2 separate regions of the Sus scrofa genome follow, and region 2 is linked to region 1. A link is a contact called in public HiChIP or PLAC-seq data. All regions are on one chromosome and are shown on one strand. The core of a region is the stretch at or near the end of the contact, and the rest is flanking DNA. Distances in the headings are between cores, read along the strand shown.

Region 1 (6,049 bases), core at 1,323-3,822:
GTTTCCTGCTTTTTCCCTTCTAGTAGAACTCAAATTTTGTTCAGGTGTCAAGCCCTCCCCTCCGGAGCTCAAGGGCTTCAGTTTCAAAGATAGATCTAAGTGGAATAAAGTTACTTCTGCATCCCCTGCCAGTAATTGGTCTAGAAATGGACTGGTAATGCAATTTGAGCCAATAAGAACTGAGGAGAAACATTTCTGGGGAACTCTTAAGTTCTTTCTTACTCCTTTGAAAGAATTTCCAATGAGTTTTGTTTGTTTGTTTTTTTCCTCTTCTCTTTCTTTGAACTTGGCTTGGGTGGAACGATAATTGCTGCAGCCTCGGGGCAAAACTGACATATGGGGAAGGATGAGGCAGAACCAAAGGGATTGAAGTGAAAATGAGCTTGAATCATGGTCCTAGCTCTGCGCTTGCAGTGACATAAGGAATCAAGGCCCTTTGCTGTTGACGCCTGTTTGAATTCTGCTTTTAAAGACCTATCACTGAAAGTACTACTTCAAGAGAATGGCAGGAAGTACATGTCGGGAGGGAGGTGCTGAACCGACTGATGCCGTTCTGCATCGACGGAGTTTAATTTCTGCCATCAGGGAGAAGAAGGGGTTAAAAGGGAAATTGATTTCAATCCTAGAATTTATACAAGCGGTCCTCGCGTGCACGGTTCTGATACGCACGTTTGTCGGTTACCATGGTTTAGTTACATAACACCGGTCCCCCAGTAACATGGTAACAAATTTCAGTTCCTCGATGGGATATATTAACTGTGAGCATAAACGTACACACGTCGCTGTTTCAGCCCACAAATCAACACAGAAATAACAGGTCCCATCGGGACCAATGACCAATCACGTCACTTCTGGCAAAGTCTGCTGCGCGTGCGCAGAGTCTCTGTGCAGGTGGAAAGGCGTTTAGCGTGTAGGCGTGCCTCTGCGTTTCCTAGTGCTGTGAATACATATGTTCACAAAAATCGATACTTGAAGAAAGTTGAAAATGAGGAAAAGAAGAAGTGATAATGCTGAAGGTGAAATCTGAACTGAACTTAAATGTAGTTAGGAAGAAATAATGGATAGTGGGGTGTTGACCCTGTGGTCTTGGCAAGACGCTAGCTATGCCGTGAGACGCAGTGAGAGGAACGTAAGGAAGGGGGATTTGTCACCACAAGTGAGGAAAACGATCATGCTGAAAAGGGTAAGGATGCTCCCGAGGAATGATGCCTGCAGAAACATGACAGTAGATGAACTCATAGAGATAGTTCTTGGAATTGAATGTACTAAGGATAGAATTTGGAAGCTGGCCCAAACTTAGAAAAGAATATCATAATTTATCAAGACCTACGAGTGATCAGCACTCGTAATTTTTGCAACGAGAGGGTAAGCTCTGTTCAAACTATTCTTGCTAAGTTTTTAATGAAGTAAAACACTTTAATTCTCAATGTTCTAATGTTTTAAATTACATACTAAATCAATATTAGTTTTACTGCTTTTTCATTTCCCTAAATCCTTATAGTCAACTGCAAGAAAGTTTTTAATGTTTTGATAAACGTGTTTAAAGATCACAGAACAACTATAATTAAGCACCCATACCTTTGCCCCCGCCATTCCTTCTACCTAAAACGTCCTCCTCCCACCTCTGTTTCTCTACCTGGCGATCTCATATGCATTTTCCAAACCCAGGTTGGATGTTAAGATTGCTTTGCAGAATTTCAGCGTGCTGTGGAAAGAGAGAACTGCCCGGGAAATAAACTCACAACTTTCTGCATGCACAAGTCCGTGGGTCTACAAAATTCATGCATCCTGAAAACTGGATAGACTTGCTAGGGAGACGCCAACATTTTGATAAAAGATTTTGCCTTCCCTTGATAGTGGCACAGTGTAGGACGAGGGTGCTGGACTGGGTTATGGGGAGCCTTGTGTTTTAATCCCGCTTTGTAGTCGTGTAATCCAGGCCAAGTTACTTACACCCCTTCTATTTCCCCGTCTGTAAAACAGAGTGAATTGTGACTTCAGACTTCCTTCAGACACTGCGTTTCTATAATTTTCTTAAAGAGAGATAAAGGAAGGGAAAGAAAAGAAAAAATGTATCTCCCCCCCCCTTCACACAAAAAGGCTATTGCCGTTTGCATAGTAACAGTAAATGTTTATGGAGTGAGTAAATGGTTAGCATGGTTTTGGTGTGGTAGGTAGGGCTATGCACACTTCGATTCTGGTGAGAAGCTGCTGTTTATTGTACTCACTCTTTTTGTGTTGCCCTTGCATGTTAAACTACAGCCACCTTGCTCACCCGGGGTGCCCTGTTGTGTCTCCAGCCGCGTGGACCATTTATTCACATACTCCTTAGGCTTAGCGCTACGCACTAGACGAGAAAAACTCCGTTTTTGCTTCCCGAGGATCTCCCAGCGTGGTTGGGGCAAACAACTCATCCTTCCCAAGGGGGGAGACATTTAAGCTGGATTTGGGAAGATGCCCATGAGATAGCCCAATGGAGAACTGGGGTTGGGAGGAGGCATTTTAGGAAGAGGGGACGGGTGGTGCAAGGAATGGATGCGGAAAGGAGCAGGCAGAGTGTGGGCCCTGAGAGTGGAGGGGCTGAGGTGGATGCGAGGGGGAGTCGGGGAGAGAAGACTGCGGGTTTTGCGTAGCAATTAGAAAGCACTCTGGGTATTCCTTGCAGAAGGTTTTAACAGTGGGAATTGGGTGCTTCCAAAAGTACCGGAAGGGAGAGAAAGTGAAAGCAGCCGGTCGATGTGACGTGTTTTGATCGTGTCGCCATGGCTGTGACCCAGAGGCTCACACTGATTCGGAGCAGTGTGAAATCACTGCCAGCATCAGAGCTGGTCCATGGTGTTGGCCTCGGCAGCAGGATAAAGAACGGCTGGTATAAAACCGTCTGCTGAAATCTTTTCATGAGTTGCTCCAATGTGAGTGGAAGAGCAACCTCGGCTGCCTCTCTCCCTGCCAAATCCTGCAGCTCCATCCTCCGCTGACAGAGCCGCGTCTAGAACCTCGTAGCGGGGGCATCTGGGAAATGTAGTTCCCAGGCTCCCAGGCCCTGTGGTAAGGAACTCGGAAGGGGAGTGGGGATGAATGCTGAGGGTCAGTGGACAATATCTAGCGTAGCTGGGAAGGCAAACTGGAATCAGTCTGGAAAGGGACTGGAAAGGGATGCCAAAAGAATCAGGCAAACGCTGTATGGGATGCCATCGAAAGTTAAACTTGGGAATGTCACTATGCAGTCAGTTTTATAAGCGCTAATGGCATGATGGAGACAATTCTTCTAAATGAAGAAAACTCTTAGCTGTATACAGTGATGTATCAAATAGCTGTTATGTATATAGAACCCTCTAAGTTTTTTTTTATTATTATGTATAGTCGACCCTTAAGCAAAACAGGTTTGAACTGCACAGCTCCGCTTGTACATTTTTTTCAAACATGAGTGCTGCGGTACTCCTGCACAGTCTGGGGTTGGTTGAACTGGTGGGACCAGGATATGGAAGAAACTAGAATACGGAAGAACTGACTGTAGAAGGCAGACTCTTCCCCATGGGTTTTCAACGGCACGGAGGGTCGGTGTGCCTAATGCCCAGGCTACTCAGGGGTCACCTGTGTGTGTGCTAACTCATCCGTCCGGTATTTTCCCCCCAGCTTTTCTTGGGTGCACATTTCGTGGCAGGCATTGCCAATACAGGTGTAAAGCATCTGCGGTGTCTGACTTTAAGAAACCGATGTCCTTTATCTTTTCAGTGAAGACCAAGAAAGTTTTAGACGTTTGTTCTGTAGATTAATTCATTGCTTCTCAAAGTAGCTTCTGCTGAGCTTTGTTCTTGTAAGCTGCTCTAAGAATGAAACTGGCCTGGCTATAAAACCAGTTTTAAAGAATTTGTATATATACTACATTCCCTCTTACAAATTTAAGTCTCTAATAAATCCCATAGCAAACAAATCAGCTGTTTAATTTTCTTTACCAAAATTACCCACCTTTATTTGACTCCTAATGTCCATCAGCAGTTGAGTTCTTCAGGGCACGACTGGGGAAAAGCTGGCCATACGGAAGAGCCTGTGACATTGAAGATTACCATGGGGTGTTGACAACAAAGAATTTAGAGAATGAAAAGAAGACGGCTTACGGGTTTAGGTATCATTTCATCATTTCAGAAGCATTTTCAGGACGGAAAGGACATTGAACCAATCAATCTGATCTTAATACTAACAAATTAAGAGCTATCAAAAATTGGGAGTTCCCTTCATGGCTCGGCAGTGAACAAACCTAACTAGTCTCCACGAAGATGCAGGTTGGATCCCTGGCCTTGCTCAGTGGGTTAAGGATCCGGTGTTGCCATGAGCTGTGGTGTAGGCCACAGGCATGGCTCAGATCCTGTGTTGGGGTGGCTGTTGTAGCTCCAATTGGACTCCTAGCCTGGGAACTTCCATATGTTGCAGGTGCAGCCCTAAAAAGCAGAGAAAAAAAAAAATTTCTTAAGGATGACATAGTAAGTGCTGTAACAGTCATCTAGGGAGTGGGAATCTTGGACAATGGACGTTTACAACTGTTTTAACAGGATGTGAAATGGTGAGCTTGGCTACAGCAGCAAATTATGGTAAATGATTTTGCATTCCAAAAAATTAGTGGGGGGCTTTTGCAAACCAGCTACACGCTATGCACGCTCTGGAACGCCTTCAACCACAGGTCTTGAAAGGGTTGAGCAAAGGGAGGCAGGAATGGGTTTTGTGCAGTTATGCTGTGGTTGCTCACCCTTGCCTCTTTAGAGTCACTAAGGGGTGTTGCTCACCTTACCTCTTGCCTGCAGTCGTTCTGGTGTGATTCTGGCCTGTGGCATCTGGGAGCGCTCCCAGTTTTGGTAGGCAGAGTTTGTGTGAGGGTTCTGGGCCTTCTGTCTTAACTTCAAATGACGATAGAACTTCTGTTATTTACAGTAACAGGGAGGTCACAGCATCTGGCCTCATGTTTGTACAGGAGCGAGTGTGTTACCCTCATGGACCAGGCTTAAAGGGACCCTGGGAGAAAAACCAAGTTGCTTCCACTGATACTCCATAGTCCCGCCGGATCCGTGTACCGTTTATACCGCTGGAGACAACCAAGACGAGCATGCGTGAGAAGATACGGGTGGATGTCTGCCAGTACAGCAGGGCCCTATTCGAACTTGCCATTAAATATATGCTGGCACACCCCTAATCCAGGGGGGTGTGTGTGCGTGGGGGGGAAGCAGTTCTCTCCTGGGTTATTCTGTCTACATCTGTAAGAAGGAAATCTAAAGACCGGGACGTGATCGGTTGAAAGGAAGAAGCTGAAATAAATTAGAGGCACAAGCCCTGTTGTGTTGGGTCCCACGGTTCCCCCGTTCACTATTTTGGGGGCTTCTACTAAGTCCCGAGTGTTGGGCTTGATACTGAGGTTTCAAAGCTGTTTTCCCCAGCACCTGTCAATTTAGCTGGGGAGATTGACAAAAATGCAACCCCTAACTGACTCCGGAGATAACACGAGCTAAGGAAAGTCAGATTACGTCTGCTTGGAGGTTTACTTAAAAGTGAGGGTTAACAATAGAACAGTTTTTCCCCCTGCTTTTTAGGGCCACAGCCCCAGCTATGGAAGTTCCCAGGCTAAGGGTCCCATTGGAGCTGCATCTGCCAGCCTACACCGCAGCTACAGCAACTTGCCATCCGAGAATTTAACTTTGAACTAAAAGGGTGGGCATTTGCTGGGCTGAGAAGCATTTAACGCTGCAGAGATCATGGAAAGTCAGGGAGGCAGTCTGCCCTCACTGGGATTCTTAGATTGGTTAAGCATCAGAACCATCTGGAAGCTCCAAACCTCCAGAGATTCAAACTCTGGTAGAAATAAAAAACTCAACGGCAGAGTCCCTCAACCCTCCCAAGCCCCCACCTGGTTCTGATAGAGTAAGTGTTTGGGGTTTGGAAACCACTGGAATGTCTCAGCCTAAAGATCTAACTTGGGATTAGGAAGAGCTGGTTGGTCATTCTGCAACTTAGGAATGGTTTGACTGAAACTAGTGCCCACAGGGAGCCCACCAACAAACAA
Region 2 (6,049 bases), core at 1,936-4,435, 230 kb before region 1:
CTAGGAACCATGAGGCTGCTGGTTCAATCCCTGGCCTCGCTCAGTGGGTTAAGGATCTGGTGTTGCCTGAGCTGTGGTGTAGGTTGCTGATATGGCTTGGATGTGGCTTTGCTGCAGCTGCGGTGTAGGCTGGCAGCTGTAGCTCTGATTAGACCCTGAGCCTGGGAACCTCCATATGCTGCAGGTGCGGCCCTAAAAAAAAAGCAAGTAAAGATGTCACCCACATCATATCACAAAAATGGAATGTCTGGAGTTCCCGTCGTGGCTCAGTGGTTAACGAATCTGACCAGGAACCATGAGGTTGCAGGTTCGATCCCTGGCCTTGCTCAGTGGGTTAGGGATCCAGCGTTGCCGTGAGCTGTGGTGTAGGTCACAGAAGCGGCTTGGATCCCGCATTGCTGTGGCTCTGGTGTAGGCCAGAGGCTACAGCTCTAATTCGACCCCTAGCCTGGGAACCGCCATATGCCGCTGGAGTGGCCTAGAAAAGGCAAAAAGACAAAAAAAAAAAAAAAAAAAAAAGGAATGTCTGAGAGAGCTATCGAAGCCTGAGCCAAGAGAAGAAGTGGCCTGGCAACCATGCAAGCATGTTTCAGCCAGAAAACATATGTAACTTTCCTCAGGTCGCAGAGTTAAGATGACCAAAATACGATTCAAAGCCAGATAGTCTGACTAGCCTAGGAAGTCTGGATAGAAGAATGCTTTGATTTACTAAACTGCTGCCTAAATAAGATGAAACAGCTGGGCCAACTTAAGATTTACAATTGTTTGATTCTTAGGTGTAAGTAAGTCAATGAGAAAAGAGCTCTTGGACGCTAATTTAATACCTTAGGGAACATAAACTAAGGGTATATCCTTCCAATGACGGACTAGAAGCTGAGGCAGGGATAGCAGTGCAGGGGAACATTATGGAAGTAGCCACAGTCTAGGCCCACAGCAGTTATCATGCATTCATACTGTCCTAATGAAGGTCTCATAAAAAGTTTACTCTTTTGATATCCTCCTGCAGGAACCCTGACAGGGGTCTAGCAGAGCAAATCAACACACGGTTAGCACTGAAATAGGCTGGGACCTGGAACCCTCTACCACGGTGCTTGTATTTGCACCTGGGCAAAGGCCTCCCTGAGCAACAGAAGGCAAGGAAACTATAAGGGATGAAAACCAACAAAAATAACTACAGGCATGCCCTTAGGGCAGTTAGCAACAATGAGATACTGCCATTTCAGAGGTGCTGCGTGAAAGCAGGGAAAGGGTGCATGACCCCTGCACCAGGCACCACCAAGGGGGTGGGCAGACCACCTAAGCTCCCTGCTCTGGCCCCACCCACCTATCCAACCCTACCCTCATCCCATTAAAGGAACCAGCCAACCTCCTCAGAGTGGGAGTAAGGGTACCTGTTACTCATTTTTGCTCTCTTGCTCCCTCCTGCTGTAGCATGAATCCTAATAAAACCTTGTCTGAATTTCTCCTCTGGCCTCCTATCAATTTCTATTGATTAAAGGGCCCAAGGATCCTAGTCAGTGACAGCACCGAATCCCTAAGTTCAATACATGTCAAATTCCACATATTCCCTTTAAGTCTCTAGTTTGATTTTTATCTATACCAATGATTCATACAGAATATGAATGCAAAAATATTGCCCTCATTTCACCTAACATAGGATTGCAGAGTATTGCCATATGTGCTGGCTTGCTTTTGTTAAAATAGCAAACCCTTGCCCCAGCTCTAAGTAGCTTGGTTTGAGCCAGGACCAAAAGAATGAAAATTACCTGACTGCAATGAGAAAAAGCAACAGTACTGCGAACACAGAGTGTAAAGCCATCCGCAGAGTTATCTGAGCTTTCTTCCCCCTGCCACGCAGCATCTGTAAAATGCCCTATCTACCCTCTCTAAGTGATACTGCTCTCCTGCCAACGCTGCCCAGACCTACTCTCTTTGCTGTTTTCTTTTATTACTAGACTACCCAATTACTGAACGGCCCTTTCCTCGTGCCAGCATCCAATCCTCAATTAATCCTCACTTTTCCTAATCCCGCCTCTGAAACAGCGTCCAATCCAGAACTGATGCCCGCTCTCTCAAGACCCTACTGACTACTTTGGCGGGAACCTAAACCTTACAAAAGACGCTTTATCCTTCCTTTCCTAGCGGTTGCCACGCTTTCTCTGGAGCGTCCTTCCTCTTGATGTATAAACATGTCTGATGTTACCGGATTGCAAGCTTCTCCCTGGTGGTCTTTGGTTGATTTGGCTTTAACAGGAGACAGGTTAGTGTCAGGATCTCTACTAGATCGTTTTTCATCATCTTGCTAAATCGTCCTCTAAGCAGTTTAGATTTTTAAAAACTAAAAACAAAGATAAATAGTTTCTGTAATAGGCCCAGCAGCATATTTCTAGAAAGCAATCCCTTTACCCTGCCCCCAAGCAGTCCTAACATCGTTTAAAAAAGGGCTTTCGTCATTTTCTCCGGTTCGCTTTCAGCGAATTCAGACTAAATGACTTCTGGATTACATTAAAATCCAGCACATGGGCGCTCGTGGGCTTTGAGGGCGTACATTTTTTTTCCTGTGGTTATTCTTAATTCAAAACCAATGAGGGCAGGTTGGGATCCTTTTGAAAAGGCTTCTCTAGGAGGGAATCCCAAGCATTATCCGTGTTTTCCCGGCGCCTCCCAGAGGCATAAATTGTGGGATGACCTTTCTGAGTGCGGAGGAGGAGGTGCGTCTTTCGTCTTCGGGAGCGCCGCACATCTGGACTCAAAGCTGAGAGTCCCAAGCTAGTACCTCCAGCGGGGTGGTGCTTCCACCCCAGGTCTCGCATGGGGGGGGGGGGTCCCGGGGTCGGCGGCTGGGGCCGGTGGGGCTTGCGGGCACAAGCCGCCTTGAGTGCCGGGGATCCCCGATCTCGGCGGCGCAGCTCCAGAGCCTTGCCCTCTTTCCCTCGCCGCCGCTAGGTCGCCCTGGTTAAATCCCCGACCGCCCAGCGGCCGCCTGCCGGGGGCCGCCCGAGGCGCACAGCTGCCGGGGCCCGAGTCCGCCCCCGCGCCGCGGCGCCCACGCCCAGCGCCTCCCGCTCGCCGGCCGCGGCGCAGTGCAGCAGAGCGCGCCCCCGCTCCGGCCGGGCGGCTCGCGCGCACGCGCGCCAGGCCCCGCGCCCTCCGAGGAGGGCGGGGGCAGAGGGGGCGGCACGGGCGGCCGGGACGGCGGAGGAGGCGGCCGCGTCGCCGCCGGCGGGTCTGGCGCTCGCCCTCGCGCTCGCCCTCCGCCTCGCCCGCGCCGCGCGAGGGCGAAACGCTTTCTCCCGGCATGCAGCGGGAGGAGGGATTTAACACCAAGATGGCGGACGGCCCGGACGAGTACGAGGCCGAGGCGGGCTGCGTGCCCCTGCTGCATCCCGAGGTGAGGGACGGCGCCCCGCGCAGCCCGCGCCCCGCGGCCCCCCAGCCTTCGCCCCCGGCCGCGCGGGGGGCGGCGGCCTGCTGCTTGGGGGGTGGGACGCGCCGAAGTTGGGGAGGGCGGGGAGCGATCCAGGCCCGAGCGCGGCTGCGAGCGGATAACGGGGGAGGAGAGCGCGGGGCGGGCCGGGGCGGGCTCTGGGACGCGGTCCGCGGCGGTGCCCGGAGGACGCAGGTGGAGACGCTGAGGGGACGGGTCTGTCGCCGCGCTTTTCACGGGAGCGCTGGCGGCGAGGGCCTGGTGCGGGGTGGGAGCCGTGCCTCGAGCCCTTATCCCGCTCCGCGCCTCTGGGGGGAGGAGGAGCGCGAATGGTTTTGATTTCTGCTCTTTTCCTTCGCCGGCGTGAATGACGGTATCTGTTCCTCCCTTTTGGCTCTCGGTGGGGGCGTGCAGCGTGAGAACAGTTTCTTGGACAAAGTGATGCCCTTCCCTTTATGCCATTGGCAGCTCCTGGGGCACCTTGTGTCGGATGTTCTTATTGAGCATGTGTCCTTAAGCGATTAGAAAGAGAGGTCGGAAGTTCTGAGCCTAGACCCACGCTCGCACTGGCTTGAGGAACTGTCTTGTTTTTGAGGGCGAGCCAGAGGGGGACAGTGCAAGCGTTTCCCATCACAGCGGGAGTCTCTTCCCCCGTCGGTAAACAGTGCCCCGCTCCAGGATCGGTAGCTCCAGGATCGGTAGCGTTCTGCACTTGTTTACGTCTTAGTTTATAGCCGAGCTAGTACTAATTCAGGCCTGGAAGCAGTTCTTGATGAATTCCGGTTTTTAATGACCCGGAGTGTTGTGCGGAGGGGCAGCATCAAAGCTTCCTGAAGAGCTCCTGTAGTTTTTATGAGCTTAAGGGATGAAGACAATCCTTGTGTTTGTAGTAGGGTGAGCAAACATGGAAGCCCTTGCCTGATTACCGTACATTAAAATCACTCTATTTATTTCTGGATTGAGGATTAGAGCTTGCTTATATTACTTAGTAAAGTGTAAATACAAGCACGTACCCGTGTTCTGTATTCTCATCACCTTCTCATTCATCACTTTTGATTTATCAAAAACAGTTCCTTAGGATTATACCTGGGCCACTAAATGGAAAAGTCTGCCTTGGATTTCTGACAGAAGGCTGTGCAGTAAAGCTAAACACTGTTTTGACCAAAGTGGTGACATTTTCCGAATTGGCATTGGAGACATCTCTCTTTTAGTTCACACTTAAGGCCCTAAAAATATATCAAGAAATAGACAAAGTAGTTTTCAGATGATGCATTGAAGATGTTGCTAACGAATATTTCTATTCATCTAGTCCTGCGAAAGTATTTTAAATACTTAAATGTTGATTCTGTGTATCTTAATAAAACTCTTCGTAAGTGTTTGCATTGTGAAACAATACATTGTTTGGTACTTTAGGAATGATTTCAGCAGGGGACGAATCCAGAGATTGCTTGGAGTCGTGAAATGGCCTGTAGTCTTGAAGTTTAGAGAGCAGTCTTGAGGTTGCCGTTTAATAGACTGTTACTAGAAAATCAACTTCCTCATCCTTGAAAGTGGAAGTAGATGTAGATGATATCTGCCATTTTTACTTGACCAACAGTAAATTCTGCTTCCTTTAGATGTTTCGAGTCTTCAGCTCATGACTGCCAGGGCTCAGGTCTTTCTGTATTTTTCCTGTGGGCAGTTTTGCATTCATACCTGGTACAGACCCGGTAGAGTTCTGCTCTTTCCTTGCAGTGCTTTCTTGGGCAAGCTGCTTCTCTGAGTTCCAGCTTCATGATTTAAAATAATGGGATTAAATAATAACTAATAAGCCATAGTGAGGACTAAGTAAGATAATGGATTCTTTTTTGTTGTTAAACAGTGTCTCCAGTCTCCCTTGAGAAGATACCTATCTGCTTTAAGAGATTAGGTGAGACTGTGTTGAGATTTAAGGATCAGCACATTGTAGGTGCTCAGTTAATGCTGTTTATTCCTTTCTCTCCCACCAGAAGGAGGGCAGTGTTACAGATTTATTTTGATTTTAATTCAATGGTTTAGAAACTTATGTTGGATTTAATTTAGTGGAATAGGATCTTGCCAAGGACAAGTTTTATTTTCCTTTTTATGTTCGAATTTAATAGTGTGTCACAAAAATAGTTTCTCACTATTTGTTGAATAGAGGACTTATTTGTGGGGTGAAGAAATTAGCCATTCTTGAAATCTCCTGTTAGCATGCAGACTGCTCGCTCTTAAAACCTTAGGGGATTATGTAATTAGATTAACAATGAACCCTTCTTTTTAGAGATATTTGTTGTGAGAGAACCTTACTTTTTAAATTAATTAAATAATTCCTTCATTTAATCAGTTATTTAAACATTTACTTGTTTTGTTTTGGTCAGACACTATGCTAGACTCTTGAGACTTCATGATATTTGTGGTAAATTCACTGAGAAGCAGTGTAGGATACTGTTTAAGAGCCAAGACTGGTGACAGATGGAGAATTGAGGTTCTGCCACTTGCTATCATCATGGTTGAATTACATTTTACATTTTTGTGAAATTTACCTACCTCTTAGAGTCGTATTAAGTAGAATAATGTTTATAAAGCGGTCATCACAGACCTGGCACATAGACTGCCAAGCAC

Evidence for each region. HiChIP or PLAC-seq counts read pairs in DNA pulled down with a chosen protein or histone mark.
Region 2: a contact with region 1 is called in an H3K27ac HiChIP or PLAC-seq map of skeletal muscle. The contact joins the promoter of ZDHHC17 here to the enhancer-like site in region 1. A contact is called at or near these places in 2 of 5 promoter capture datasets (fetal skeletal muscle and liver), 3 of 47 Hi-C or Micro-C datasets (embryonic fibroblasts, epiblast stem cells and skeletal muscle) and 2 of 2 datasets of contacts at active chromatin or transcription factors (alveolar macrophages and skeletal muscle).

What each region holds. Positions count from the first base shown.
Region 1 is chr5:104,163,229-104,169,277 of Sscrofa11.1, reverse strand. It overlaps E2F7 (transcription factor E2F7), which reads right to left. Exons shown (of 13, transcript XM_003126756.4): 13 at 5,696-6,049. Among named protein-coding and RNA genes, the nearest start is that of MIR7139, 34 kb to the right of the region's middle. Within about 2 kb of position 2,572, at least 55 of the 83 cell types and tissues checked have an H3K27ac peak or open chromatin away from gene starts, as enhancers often do. A contact at or near this core is called in embryonic fibroblasts, fetal skeletal muscle, liver and 1 more, where this site is marked.
Region 2 is chr5:104,391,391-104,397,439 of Sscrofa11.1, reverse strand. It overlaps ZDHHC17 (palmitoyltransferase ZDHHC17), which reads left to right and starts at 3,185. Exons shown (of 17, transcript XM_021092815.1): 1 at 3,185-3,391. The coding sequence starts at 3,299.